4 separate regions of the Sus scrofa genome follow, and regions 1, 2 and 4 are each linked to region 3. Evidence: chromatin contacts called from public Hi-C and HiChIP or PLAC-seq data. All regions are on one chromosome and are shown on one strand. Each heading gives the region's core, a stretch centred on a gene start, on an enhancer-like site or on the middle of the called end of the contact. The rest is flanking DNA. Distances are from core to core; before and after follow the strand shown.

Region 1 (2,700 bases), core at 90-2,589, 430 kb before region 3:
CGCCAGCGCGGCCTGGGGTAGAGGGCGCCGCATCCGCGCCCCCTCCCGCACCCCGACTCTCCTTCCAGGAAGGGGCACCGAAGCTGCTGCCGATCCAGAGCTCACCGGTGACGGACTAATGTGATGCTCGTAAACAAGCCGGGGCCGGGCACCCGGGAACCACCCAGGCGCAAACCCGCCAAGGCGCGCCCCCACCCCGAGCCTGGGCGCGGGATCTGCTGGCCGAAGTGTGTGTTGGGGGAAGGTGGTTCCGAGAGGGCAGCCAAGTTCACTGCCCCTTCTTGGCCCCCAGCAAATGGGGCGGCGGCGGGGCGATGCGGGGCCCGAGTGGGGTGCTACCTCCGCCTCCCCTGCACCAAGCCCAGGTCCGCGGTCTCGGCCCCTGATCTCCGCAGGCGCCCACCCCCTACAGTGTTCCCTCCCCCGGTCCCCTCCCCGGCGGAAGCTTCGAGCCCAATTAATTGAGTCAAAGGCGGGAGGGCAGGGCCCTCCGCGCGGCGGCCGGCCCCCGCCCCTCCCGCGCGCCCCTTTTCCCGCCCTGGGTGGCATCTCCTCCGCCGGCATCCCCAACGAGCCTCTGATTAATGAGGCTCGGGCCGGCCCCCACCCCGCCCCGGGCCCCGGCCTCCGCGGGAGGGGGAGGGGACGGCGGGAAACGCGGCCCCGGGAGAAAGGGGGGCGGGGCGGGGGCGCGCGGCCCGCCCCCCCCGCGCCCGGCGCCCATTGGCCGCACGCGCCGTCCGTCCGGGGGCGCGGCGCCAATGCGGGCGGCGGGGCGGGGCGGCCGCGCAGTGTGTGCCTGCGTAACGCCGAGTCACATGTTGTTTTGCTCTTCTTAGTTCAGTCACTCGGTGCGCGATGTGTTACTCACTGTGCGGCGGGGACCGCGACGAGCCCGGGTCGCCGTTGGCAGCAGCAGCAGCACCAACCCCGGCGGCGGCGCGGACCCCGAGTACCCGGGCACACCCCGGCACCGCGGAGCGCGGCGCAGCGGCGGGACCGGTGCGGCCGCGCGCGCCTTAAGGCTCGGCCCCACGGCTCGGGGACCCCGACTCTCGGCCCAGCCAGCGAGTCCCCAGGCGCCGCCCGAGAGCCCAGGAGGAAGCGGCCGCGGGCAGCCGGGCCAGGGGGCGGCCACCGCCCGCGTTGGTCATCCTCTGGGGCCCCGGAGCGCGGAGGGCGCTGCGCCACCGCGCGGTGCCGGCCCCCGCGGGCCTCCCCGAACCTTCTCCACCTCCTGGGCCCGAGGGACGCGGGCTCGGGCGGGCGAGCAGGGGGGGGAGGGAGCCGCTCCCGCCCGCGCCCCCTCCGCTCCCTCCAGCCCCTCCAAGCCCGGCCGGGCGGCGGGGCCTGAATCGCCGGCGATGGCGAGCCCGCCGCTGCACGGGCCCCCCGGGCCGGCGGGCGGCGACGGCCCCAACCTCAACAACAACAACAACAACAACAACCACAGCGTGCGCAAGTGCGGCTACCTGCGCAAGCAGAAGCACGGCCACAAGCGCTTCTTCGTGCTGCGCGGGCCCGGCGCGGGCGGCGACGAGGCGACGGCGACAGCGGGTGGGGGGTCGGCGCCGCAGCCGCCGCGGCTCGAGTACTACGAGAGCGAGAAGAAGTGGCGGAGCAAGGCGGGCGCCCCGAAGCGGGTCATCGCGCTCGACTGCTGCCTGAACATCAACAAGCGCGCTGACGCCAAGCACAAGTACCTGATCGCCCTCTACACCAAGGACGAGTACTTTGCCGTAGCGGCCGAGAACGAGCAGGAGCAGGAGGGCTGGTACCGCGCGCTCACCGACCTGGTCAGCGAGGGCCGCGCGAGCGCCGGCGACGCGCCCCCCGCCGCCGCCACCGCCGCGTCCTGCAGCGCCTCCCTGCCCGGCGCCCTGGGCGGCTCGGCCGGCGCCGCGGCGGCCGATGACAGCTACGGGCTGGTGGCGCCCGCCACGGCCGCCTACCGCGAGGTGTGGCAGGTGAACCTGAAGCCCAAGGGCCTGGGCCAGAGCAAGAACCTGACGGGCGTGTACCGCCTGTGCCTGTCGGCGCGCACCATCGGCTTCGTGAAGCTCAACTGCGAGCAGCCGTCGGTGACCCTGCAGCTCATGAACATCCGCCGCTGCGGCCACTCGGACAGCTTCTTCTTCATCGAGGTGGGCCGCTCGGCCGTCACGGGCCCGGGAGAGCTGTGGATGCAGGCGGACGACTCGGTGGTGGCCCAGAACATCCACGAGACCATCCTGGAGGCCATGAAGGCGCTCAAGGAGCTCTTCGAGTTCCGGCCGCGCAGCAAGAGCCAGTCGTCCGGCTCGTCAGCCACGCACCCCATCAGCGTCCCCGGCGCGCGCCGCCACCACCACCTGGTCAACCTGCCCCCCAGCCAGACTGGCCTGGTGCGCCGCTCGCGCACGGACAGCCTGGCCGCCACCCCGCCGGCGGCCAAGTGCAGCTCGTGCCGGGTTCGCACGGCCAGCGAGGGCGACGGCGGCGCGGCTGCGGGGGCCGGGGCGGCAGGCGGGAGGCCGGTGTCGGTGTCGGGGAGCCCCCTGAGCCCAGGGCCTGTGCGCGCGCCCCTGAGCCGCTCGCACACCCTGAGCGGCGGCTGCGGCGGCCGCGCCAGCAAAGTGACGCTGGCGCCGGCAGGGGGCGCTCTGCAACACAGCCGCTCCATGTCCATGCCCGTGGCGCACTCGCCCCCGGCCGCCACCA
Region 2 (2,814 bases), core at 287-2,786, 340 kb before region 3:
AGCGGGCAGCAAAGCCCAGGAACCTGCACACACACACACACACCCCCCCTTGGTGAATGTGGCCTGGGCCCTCGCTATGCAGTGATGGGTTCATCATCCCGCCTTTTTGCTACAGAGCAGAAGAATCGACAGGGCTGTGATCTGCCAGCTAAGGCGGAGGAGGGCGATCCAGCCTGCCTGCCCCCCCTTCCCCCGCCGCCCCCCCTTGGAGTCAGGCAGAGGCTCCCCTGGGGACAGGCAGGGGTGGGGAGTGGGGGCAGGGCCTCGAAGAGGAGGAGAAATGGTCTCCCATAACCCACCGCAGGTCTCGGGGCTCATTCAAATTTGAATTACAACCTTTCCTGCCAACGCGCTAGCAAACGCGGCTCCAAACACTTCATCTCATACCAGTGGGGCTAATTTTGCCTGACAGCTTTAAGCCCTTTGGAAAAATATCAAAAGGAAAAGGGAGGATTGTGTTTCTAACACGGGGACGCCTCAGGTGGCCGGGAGCACTCTCGAAGGTACCTACGTCTTTATCAGGAGCACCGCCCACCTTGCCGCCGCGGCATCTGAGCTCCAGGCAGTGTCCACGCGAAACGGTTTCTCCCGAGGTTCCTTTATAGCCCTTATCTGCAGGGCATGTATCACACTGTTGAATCTCTGCTTGGAAACAATTGTATTTTCAACTTGATTGTTTTGTTTGTTTTTTGCTGTTAGAAGCTGCTTTTTGTTCCCAAATATAGAATTCTGGGGTCAAAGTAAATACCTAGTCAACAAGGCAAAAAAACAAAAGAAAAGAAAAAAAAAGAAAAAAACCCACGAAAAACAAAAGCCCCCCAAAACAAAAATAACCCCCCCGAAACAACCCAGAAAAAACCCAACAAAAGAAAACCCCCCAAAAGCCGTCTCACAAGGCCGTGGCTTGCTGTGGGCTCTCAGCAGGGGGAGAGCCCTAGGCAGGTTTCCTGGGGGCTTCTAAGCAGGTTTCAGAAACTCCAGTCCAAACAGGAATTCCTGACAAATTCCTGCCAGCTCGGACCTCCAGGCCCTTAGCAACAGGCACAGTCTTTTGAATTTGCTTAAAACTATTAAGAAGTAATTAAGTAGTTAAAGGGTCTTTTTCAGCCTGGCTGAGTTTGGGAGGTGGGTTAAAAGCAAGCCCACAGCACGCTCCCTCGGCAGCCTGGCCTTCCTTTGAGCTGACCTTGCACGCTAATAAATTCATCCTGTATTTTTCTGCTACTGCCAATTTATGGCCTACAGGAAACTAATCTTGTACAATAACTACCTTCCTGTACTTAGTCCCTAAATGGGGCCAAATGGATTCGACGGCGGCCGCGCTGCCCGTGAAACAAAGCTGAGCCCGCAGGAGCCCGGAGGCTGGGCGCTCCGCCCCCGCCCTCGACCCCACCGCCGCCGTCAGGAGGTTCTTGTTGTGGCTGCGGCGCCCTGAAGAACGGAGAATGAAAAGCAGTCCTCGGTGCGAGGCTTCCCACACAGATCTCAGCTTCCACGGGAGGGAGGGGGAGAGGTGCCCTTTGAAACAGGGCCAGATGCACGGCCAGGAAGGTTAGGGAGCGAGCCGCACGTGGGCCAGCGACCTGGGGCAGGAGCCCTTGGATGCTCTGGGTGTGAAATCCACTCCAGTCACGCTGGAGTGGATTTGGTACTGAGCCCAGAAAAGAACCGTGTTCTCCTTTTAAGTCCGTTGCATTATTCGGAGCAGGGGGGCGGGGCTGAATTTGAACTTGGAGACTTTAATCAGTAGGCTTTACAGCCAGGTCGAGATGGGCAGGGACTCTCACCCAGGACGTGGCCAAAAGGCAGGAGAGCCTCTGGGATGCTGATGGGAAAACCCGAGCTTGTCCTTTGAAGAAACCCAAAGGGGGGCTCCTGGGAGCCCTGGGTGGGCCCCCTGCCCTTTGCAGCATCATGGGTGCCTGTGGAGGGGCAGCTCAGCCACCCTGGGGTCTGTGCCCAGACCCTCCCTTCCTCAGACCCCAGCTGCCGGCTCAGGTTCCTGGAGGGGATTTCTCACTCCTGGGGAGGGAGGGGGCACAGCAGCAACACCCCATTCAGACCCCACCGGCCCAGCTGGTTACAGCAACAGGTCAGCCCTGGGGCTCCGGGTGCCGCGCCCGCCTCCACACCCCTGGGAGTGCCCCCTCATGCCCCTTTGGGGCAGCCACTGAGATGGTCCTGCCGGATGCCGGGGATCTGTGTCCAGCTGGATGCCGTCTCTATGTGACCAGAGCAAGGATGTCCAGCGCGGGACCCTGGCCCCTTGTGCTGAGCGTAGTGGGTGCCAGGTCCCAGCTGCAAGACAAGACTTGACCTGCTCTCGAATACGAAGATTCCAGGGAGTCACTCAAAGCACAGCGGGGCCGTGGGGGTGGGGAAAGGGGGAGGGGTCTTCTTCCAGGAGGAGCGGAGAGGATTGACTAGAAGGCCAGGCAATGAAGGAGGGACCCCGGAATGCTGCTCCCAAACTCAGGCTGGCTGCTTGAAAAGGGGCCTTTTTCTAGTGAGTTCTGCCCCGACAAAGTGGACGCCCCCCTTCACAGGGGCCTGCGACTCCACGGAGGGCGGGCTGAGAGAGCAGCTCTGGAACGAGACAGTGGGGTGTCCAGCCCTCTGATCACAGGCCGTGACCCCGGGCCAGCCCCCCGCGTGGTTGCCCTGGGGGCCCAGCTGTGGGAGCCAGCACGCACTAGTCCCTTTCCCAGGTTGACTGTGATGATGACAGAGCAGAGCGACCGTAGCCACGCTGGTTCTGTTTTAATTTTCCATGGAGATGTAAAGGATATATGATGTTCTATTAGCTTCGGCTGT
Region 3 (2,836 bases), core at 181-2,680:
CAGGGAGGGATATGCTTGTGTTTTCCTCTTTGGCGTTAAGGAAAAACACAAAGGCTGAGAGAAGAGCTGGCACAGTCCTGGCACTTTCCAGGCTCTGGTTTCTAAAATGTAGAAGTCGCAGCTTGACTCTGGAGACAGACACATGTGGCTACTGTGTCACTACACGCAGGCAGGATGCTCAGACCCCAAATCAGCATCTCCTTTGTGTTAAACCAAAGGAGCAATGCCTTTTTTCTGGCCACATCTGGGGCACACGGAAGTTCCCCAGCCAGGGATGGATCCTGAACCACGGCAGTGACCTGAGCCACAGCAGTGTCAGCACTGCATCCTTAACCCACTGAGCCACCAGGAGACTCCAGAACAATGCCTTTTTAAAATTTTATTTCTTTTACTAAAGCATATTTGATGTACAATGTTGTGACAATTTCTGCTGCATGTGGAGCTTCCTGGGCTAGGGGTCAAATCGGAGCTGCAGCTGAGACCTATGCCACAGCTTGTGGCAACGCTGGATCCTCAGCCCACTGAGCAAGGCCAGGGATTGAACCCACATTCTCACAGACACTATGTCGGGTTTTTAACCTGCTGAGCCACAACGGATACTCCCAACAATGCCTTTTAAATTTCTGACTTCTCAAGAGTTCCCTTGCGGCTCAGAGGGTTAAGGATCTGTCATTGTCACTGCTGTGGCTTGGGTTCGATCCCTGGCCTGGGGAACTGCTCCATGCCGTGGGCATGGACCAGAAAGTCTGATTTCTCTAAAATCTTTCATCATTGTGCACGAGGAAAAAAACACAAATAAGGACCTAGAAATCACGGCCAAGGCCCCTGCACTCTGCTATAACAAGCCTCTAGGAAGTGAATCCGATTTTTTGCTTCTCCATAACAGCATAGCCCAGACATCTGGTATATTACCCCAGAGAAAGAAAGCGGTCACGTGTGAGGCGTCACACAGACGCGCGGAGGCTGGTTCTCAAAGGAGCAGAGAGGTTTCCCGCGTGAGGTTGTGTAAAGAGCTGTCAGGTGTGAGCAGGAGGCACACGCCAAAGGGGTGTGTGTTGTGAACAGCAGGAACCTAACGGACCCTACACCACGGGAAAGAGACCTGCCCGCCCTTTGCCAAGAGTCACAGAAATGATCGGGGGGGGGGGGGGCGTCAGTGCCCACCAGTGAGGACGCGAGGTTCGCAGGCGATTGCTCTTGGGACAGCTGCGTCCCAGAACGCAGTTTTGTGTCTAAACGAACGGATTACTCCCGAAGCAGAAAAGCACAAGGCGGCGGGGACCGGGGGAAGGACGGGTTCAGAAAGCAGAATCGCCGGACCTGCCTCTTCCCCTAAGAGGCTAGCGCCGCGCCCCCCACCCAGCAGCATCCCTCCCCACGTTTCCGCCCTGTGTGAAATCACCACCGTTGAGTAGCTCAGGCTTCTCAGAGTTGCCCTTGAACTTGTACGTTCAGCCTCCTTCTGTGCCAGAAAGTGCCACGAGCACTGGTCCCAGGGGTTAAGTCGGACGGAAGGGAAGTGCTTCCTGGTCCCCCCTGCCGCCCCGCCCCAGCTCCTGGCACCCGCTCCCCTGCCAAGTCTTAGGAGAGGGTTTGTGCTAAAAACACCAACTGAAGCAGGAAACAGTGATATCTTCAACAACATATGTGCTGAGCAGGGCAGGAATGCACCCATAGTAAAGCTAAAAAATGACTCTCGGTATAAATAAGGTTTGCAGAACCCAAAAAGGCGCAGAAAATGATGGCGTGCCAATTTTCAGTTCGCCTAACTGGCTCCTTTTGGGCCCATCTCTCCTGTCCCTGCCATGAGGGGAACACAGGGCCACCCTTTCCTCTCCCTGCAGCTCGCCCGCCCTATAATTAGCCGAATATGCAGCATCTGAACAACAAGCTGGCCTGGCCCGGAGACCGATTTCTCATGTCTGCTCTCATAGGTCACGCGGTTATTTATGGAGCTGTTATTTTTATGTTTCCTAAATGCCAGGTGGTAGTGGAGAGCCAGGAGCCTCGGAACGCAGCACCTGCACAGCTGCGCTGGGCCGGCGGCCCGCGTCCCAGTTTCGGGTGCCCTTGCTCCAGAATGCGGAGGTGGCGAGCACGCGATGCCTGCTCTGTGACTGGGAGCTTTGGTGTTGGTGGCACTGGTACAGTGTCACCCGGATGGGAGGGAAAGGAAGCCCTGCCATCTGGAAACAACAAGAAGGGTCCCCGGGAGACACCCTGACAGCTCCCGCAGCCTTTCTTAGGGAACAGCCAACACCCAGCGGCAGATCATTTCAGAACAAGACTGTTTATTTATTAGTTTTATGTTTATACTTCCATGAGAATTGTCCTGGCCTTGTTTTGTCTCTTGGTGTTTAATCAACTTTATAAATAGCTCATCGTGGGCCCCTCCTGGATTTTTAATCGAAAATTGCTTTTAAGAAGAATGACTTCAGTCCTTGAGAAAAACAGAATCTACATTTGCAGCATTGCAGGGACACTCTTGTGCTCCCTTCGGAATGGGTTTTCTAGTTCCTTCTGGACCCCCTACCTCCTCTAAGCAAACCTCAGCACAGCTAGAGATCTGGTCAGATCACTTATGAGTCACAGGAGACAGGAAAATGCTAACCATTAGCGTTCACTCACTGATGGAGCGCAGCAGGGCAGAGAACCAGGAAAATCAGCAAAAGTGGAAAACCAAAAAACAGGTACATATACACCATGGAATACTACGCAGCCATAAAAAAGAACAAAATAATGCCATTTGCAGCAACGTGGATGCAACTAGAGATCCTCATATGAAGTGAAGTAAGTCATAAAGAGAAAGACAAATACCATATGATGTCACTTATAT
Region 4 (2,943 bases), core at 245-2,744, 490 kb before region 3:
CATCCAGTCACTCCCCAATCTTGTCCACTCCATCTGATCCATCCTGCCCAGGTGCTCTGGGTCACTGAAAGCCTTGGGACAGCCCTGTCAGTGCTGGTTCAATGAGACAATCAACAGGGTCTATCACGATAGATGAGGGGGTGATATTAATATTATTATTAATTAAGAACCTAGGCTGAGTGAACTACCCCGAGGGAAGGAGCGAGGCTGAGTAAGCCATGCTGAGGGAAGGACCTAGGCTGAGTAAGCCATGCTGAGGGAAGGACCTAGGCTGAGTAAACCATGCTGAAGGAAGGACCTAGGCTGAGTAAACCATGCTGAGGGAAGGACCTAGGCTGAGTAAACCATGCTGAGGGAAGGACCTAGGCTGAGTAAACCACACCAAGGGAGGAAAAGGGGCTGAGAGCTGACAGCAGAGGGAGGCTCTGGAGGGCACTACTGGGCTCCCCTCACAGGGCTCAGTGGGCCTTGGAGTCTGCAAAGGGGGCTATAGCCTTGGATGAGGGGGTTCATGGGTGCCCAGGATGTCACTTCAGTTCTGCAGTGCTGATGTTAGATCTGTGTCAAGCAACAGCTGAAACTGTGCCAGCCCTTTGCTCAAGTGCTAAAATTGTGCCGAAGGGTTCGCAAGTTGTGCAGTTCATCCTGACTGAGCCCAGACCAGGCTTAACCTCCCATCTCGGACTAATGTGACCTCCTTTGCTTTCCTGTCCTCCCCTTAGTGTGGACCTGAGGCCTTTTACGAGCAGAAAGTTTTCCACATGTTTTGGTCGTCACGCTAGCTTTCCAAGTTGAGTCACCTCATTAGAAAAGAAGTCGCACTAAGTATTTATGTTTCTTTAAATAGGGTGGAATGTTAATGTGTATCATCATAAGAAGGAACACTTGTTTTGTTTACACAACTGTGTCTCCAGACCTGAAGCATCACCATGCGGAGAATCAGCGGAATTACTTCCAGGTTTTCCCCACGGTCCGCATTTGGTACATACTCGCCGACAGGCCCAAAGGCTGTCTCTGCTCTGAACTTCGAACAGTGATCATTGCAGAATTACAGAGAAACTGATGGGCGTTCAACCACTGGCTGAGAAAATGTTTTTGTTAAAAACAGACACGTAAAAAGAGGGATAGTGGTGGTACCTCAAACCCACAGCGGCAATTCCCCGCGTGTTGGGAGGAAAAGCCACGTTTTTCTGCATGTTGTCTAATGAGACAAGGAGGTGGGGGACAGCGGGTCCAGAATGGGGGTTCCCTGCGCCCCGAAGCTTGGCCTGCGGGAGGGACCACGTGTCCTTGTGTGGGGGTGACAACATCCGCACTGCCCCCACCCCAAGACCCTGGAAAGCGGGAGGATGCGTAGGCTGGAATCTTCTTTTAAAAATTAAATATCTATTTGGAACATGAACTAGAAATACCGATGGACAAGCACACTCTATAAATAGCATCTCTGTCCTGGCTCGTGACTGCATCCAGTCTGTGACCTTCGAAGGCCTCTGAAAGGGCAGAGCCCGCCGCGGCCGCTTGGACGGTTCTTATCCCCAGGCCGGGCTGAAGGGAGCGTCTGGGGCCGCCTGGTGGTGTCTCCATAAACACAGATATCCTCAGGGCGCCAGGCCACCCCTCTCTTTCCAGACATTCCCCCCACCCCGGAACGCCTCTCATGGTGTGGAGACCACCCCCAGCCTGTCAAACCCACAGAGCTCCCACCTTCAAACGTGCCCTCTTTGCCTGCACCCTTGGAGGGCAGGAGCCGAGTCTGGCTTAGGGCTGTATGGCTGGATCTGACCGTGACACCGGAGGCCTGGCGAGTGGGTGATCTGTGTCTCTCAAACTCAGTAAGCCCTCTCCAGGCCTGAGGATGAGGGCTTGGCATCCCCAGGAGGCAGAAAGGCGGACCCTCAAGCCCACCCAGACCTGCGGAATCAATCTGCGTCCAACCAGATCCCCAGATGCGGTCCAGGCACAGCTTTGAAATGTGAGGAGCCATGAAGAATCGACTGGTGTGGGCGAGGCTCTGCTCAGGACAGGCTTTGCTTCTTACACAAATTATAGCTGTTGGGAGGCTTGAAGGGGACCATTCTCACATTCGAGGCCACACACCCATTAGCTAAGACGTCAGGACCGCCGCTGTTCAGACGGAGATTTCTGTGACATCACTGACGTCCCTGCTTCAAAGACACCGCAGTCTCAGTACAACTGGCATGTGAGTCCCACTTTCGGCTGAATCTTGCACGTCGAGGGTGAAAGGCGGCAACTGCGTGTCATGAAACACAGTCTACTCCTTCCTCTAAAGATAAAGAAAAAACCCACCCTGTCGCAGCTTCTGAGTGAATTTTACCTGGAACTTAACCCATTTTCTGATCCGTGATCCACTTACTTGTGTGTTTATCTTCTGTATCATTCCACAGTGGAACTGAGTTGCCTTCACACACACACAGACACACACACACACACACACACACACACACACACACACACTAAATAAAAATTAAAACTAAGGATTATGCCACTTTCAGCTGAACTTGACCATGGTGGTGTTCCTTTCCTCAGTATTGCTTTGGAATTATTCAGTGATTCTGCTGCCCCTGTTGTTTAAATTTGAGCTGGACTTAAAGATAACCTCTTAGGGACCTGAGCTGCGTGTCTGTGATCTGTTTTCCTTGGAGGGACTCACCTCCTGTGACCAGGCAGGCCTTGCTGGCCTCCTGGCGTGGAATTCTCTGTGCTCCCCTGCTGGTGCCTAAATGCCACACACCAGGAGCTTTCCCGCTGACCTTTCCTGCCCTCCATCCATTCACTGAGAGAAGAGAGGTCACTCTGGGCTGAACTATGGATCCAAATCCGCAGCCTCACGGTCCTGGCTCATTCTTAAGCACAAGCTGCATCCAGCATGCCGACCCGCAAAGAATCAGCCTGCTCCTCTCTGAGCACGACCCACCCCCACCA

What was found. Hi-C and Micro-C count contacts between places; a contact is called where the count stands out from the background. HiChIP or PLAC-seq counts read pairs in DNA pulled down with a chosen protein or histone mark.
Region 1: an H3K27ac HiChIP or PLAC-seq map of skeletal muscle shows a contact between it and region 3. The contact joins the promoter of IRS2 here to the enhancer-like site in region 3. A contact is called at or near these places in 19 of 47 Hi-C or Micro-C datasets (alveolar macrophages, brain, embryonic fibroblasts and 12 more) and 2 of 2 datasets of contacts at active chromatin or transcription factors (alveolar macrophages and skeletal muscle).
Region 2: a contact with region 3 is called in an H3K27ac HiChIP or PLAC-seq map of skeletal muscle. The contact joins two enhancer-like sites. A contact is called at or near these places in 3 of 47 Hi-C or Micro-C datasets (embryonic fibroblasts, heart right ventricle and psoas muscle) and 2 of 2 datasets of contacts at active chromatin or transcription factors (alveolar macrophages and skeletal muscle).
Region 4: a Hi-C map of fetal heart ventricle shows a contact between it and region 3, with 2.6 times the contacts expected there. The contact joins two enhancer-like sites. A contact is called at or near these places in 2 of 47 Hi-C or Micro-C datasets (fetal heart ventricle and heart right ventricle) and 1 of 2 datasets of contacts at active chromatin or transcription factors (skeletal muscle).

What each region holds. Positions count from the first base shown.
Region 1 is chr11:76,653,278-76,655,977 of Sscrofa11.1, reverse strand. IRS2 (insulin receptor substrate 2) reads left to right here and starts at 1,339. Exons shown (of 3, transcript XM_021065907.1): 1 at 1,339-2,700. The coding sequence starts at 1,365. It overlaps LOC110255859 (a long non-coding RNA gene), which reads right to left and starts at 567. Exons shown (of 2, transcript XR_002336770.1): 1 at 1-567.
Region 2 is chr11:76,562,938-76,565,751 of Sscrofa11.1, reverse strand. No RefSeq gene overlaps it. Among named protein-coding and RNA genes, the nearest start is that of IRS2, 90 kb to the left of the region's middle. Within about 2 kb of position 1,536, at least 20 of the 83 cell types and tissues checked have an H3K27ac peak or open chromatin away from gene starts, as enhancers often do. A contact at or near this core is called in skeletal muscle, where this site is marked.
Region 3 is chr11:76,226,020-76,228,855 of Sscrofa11.1, reverse strand. All of the region lies in intron 34 of MYO16 (unconventional myosin-XVI), which reads right to left. Among named protein-coding and RNA genes, the nearest start is that of IRS2, 430 kb to the left of the region's middle. Within about 2 kb of position 1,430, at least 5 of the 83 cell types and tissues checked have an H3K27ac peak or open chromatin away from gene starts, as enhancers often do. A contact at or near this core is called in fetal skeletal muscle and skeletal muscle, where this site is marked.
Region 4 is chr11:76,719,917-76,722,859 of Sscrofa11.1, reverse strand. LOC106505360 (a long non-coding RNA gene) reads right to left here. Exons shown (of 3, transcript XR_002336771.1): 3 at 1,367-2,284. LOC106505361 (a long non-coding RNA gene) reads left to right here. Exons shown (of 2, transcript XR_001299694.2): 2 at 848-2,465. Among named protein-coding and RNA genes, the nearest start is that of IRS2, 67 kb to the right of the region's middle. Within about 2 kb of position 1,494, at least 4 of the 83 cell types and tissues checked have an H3K27ac peak or open chromatin away from gene starts, as enhancers often do.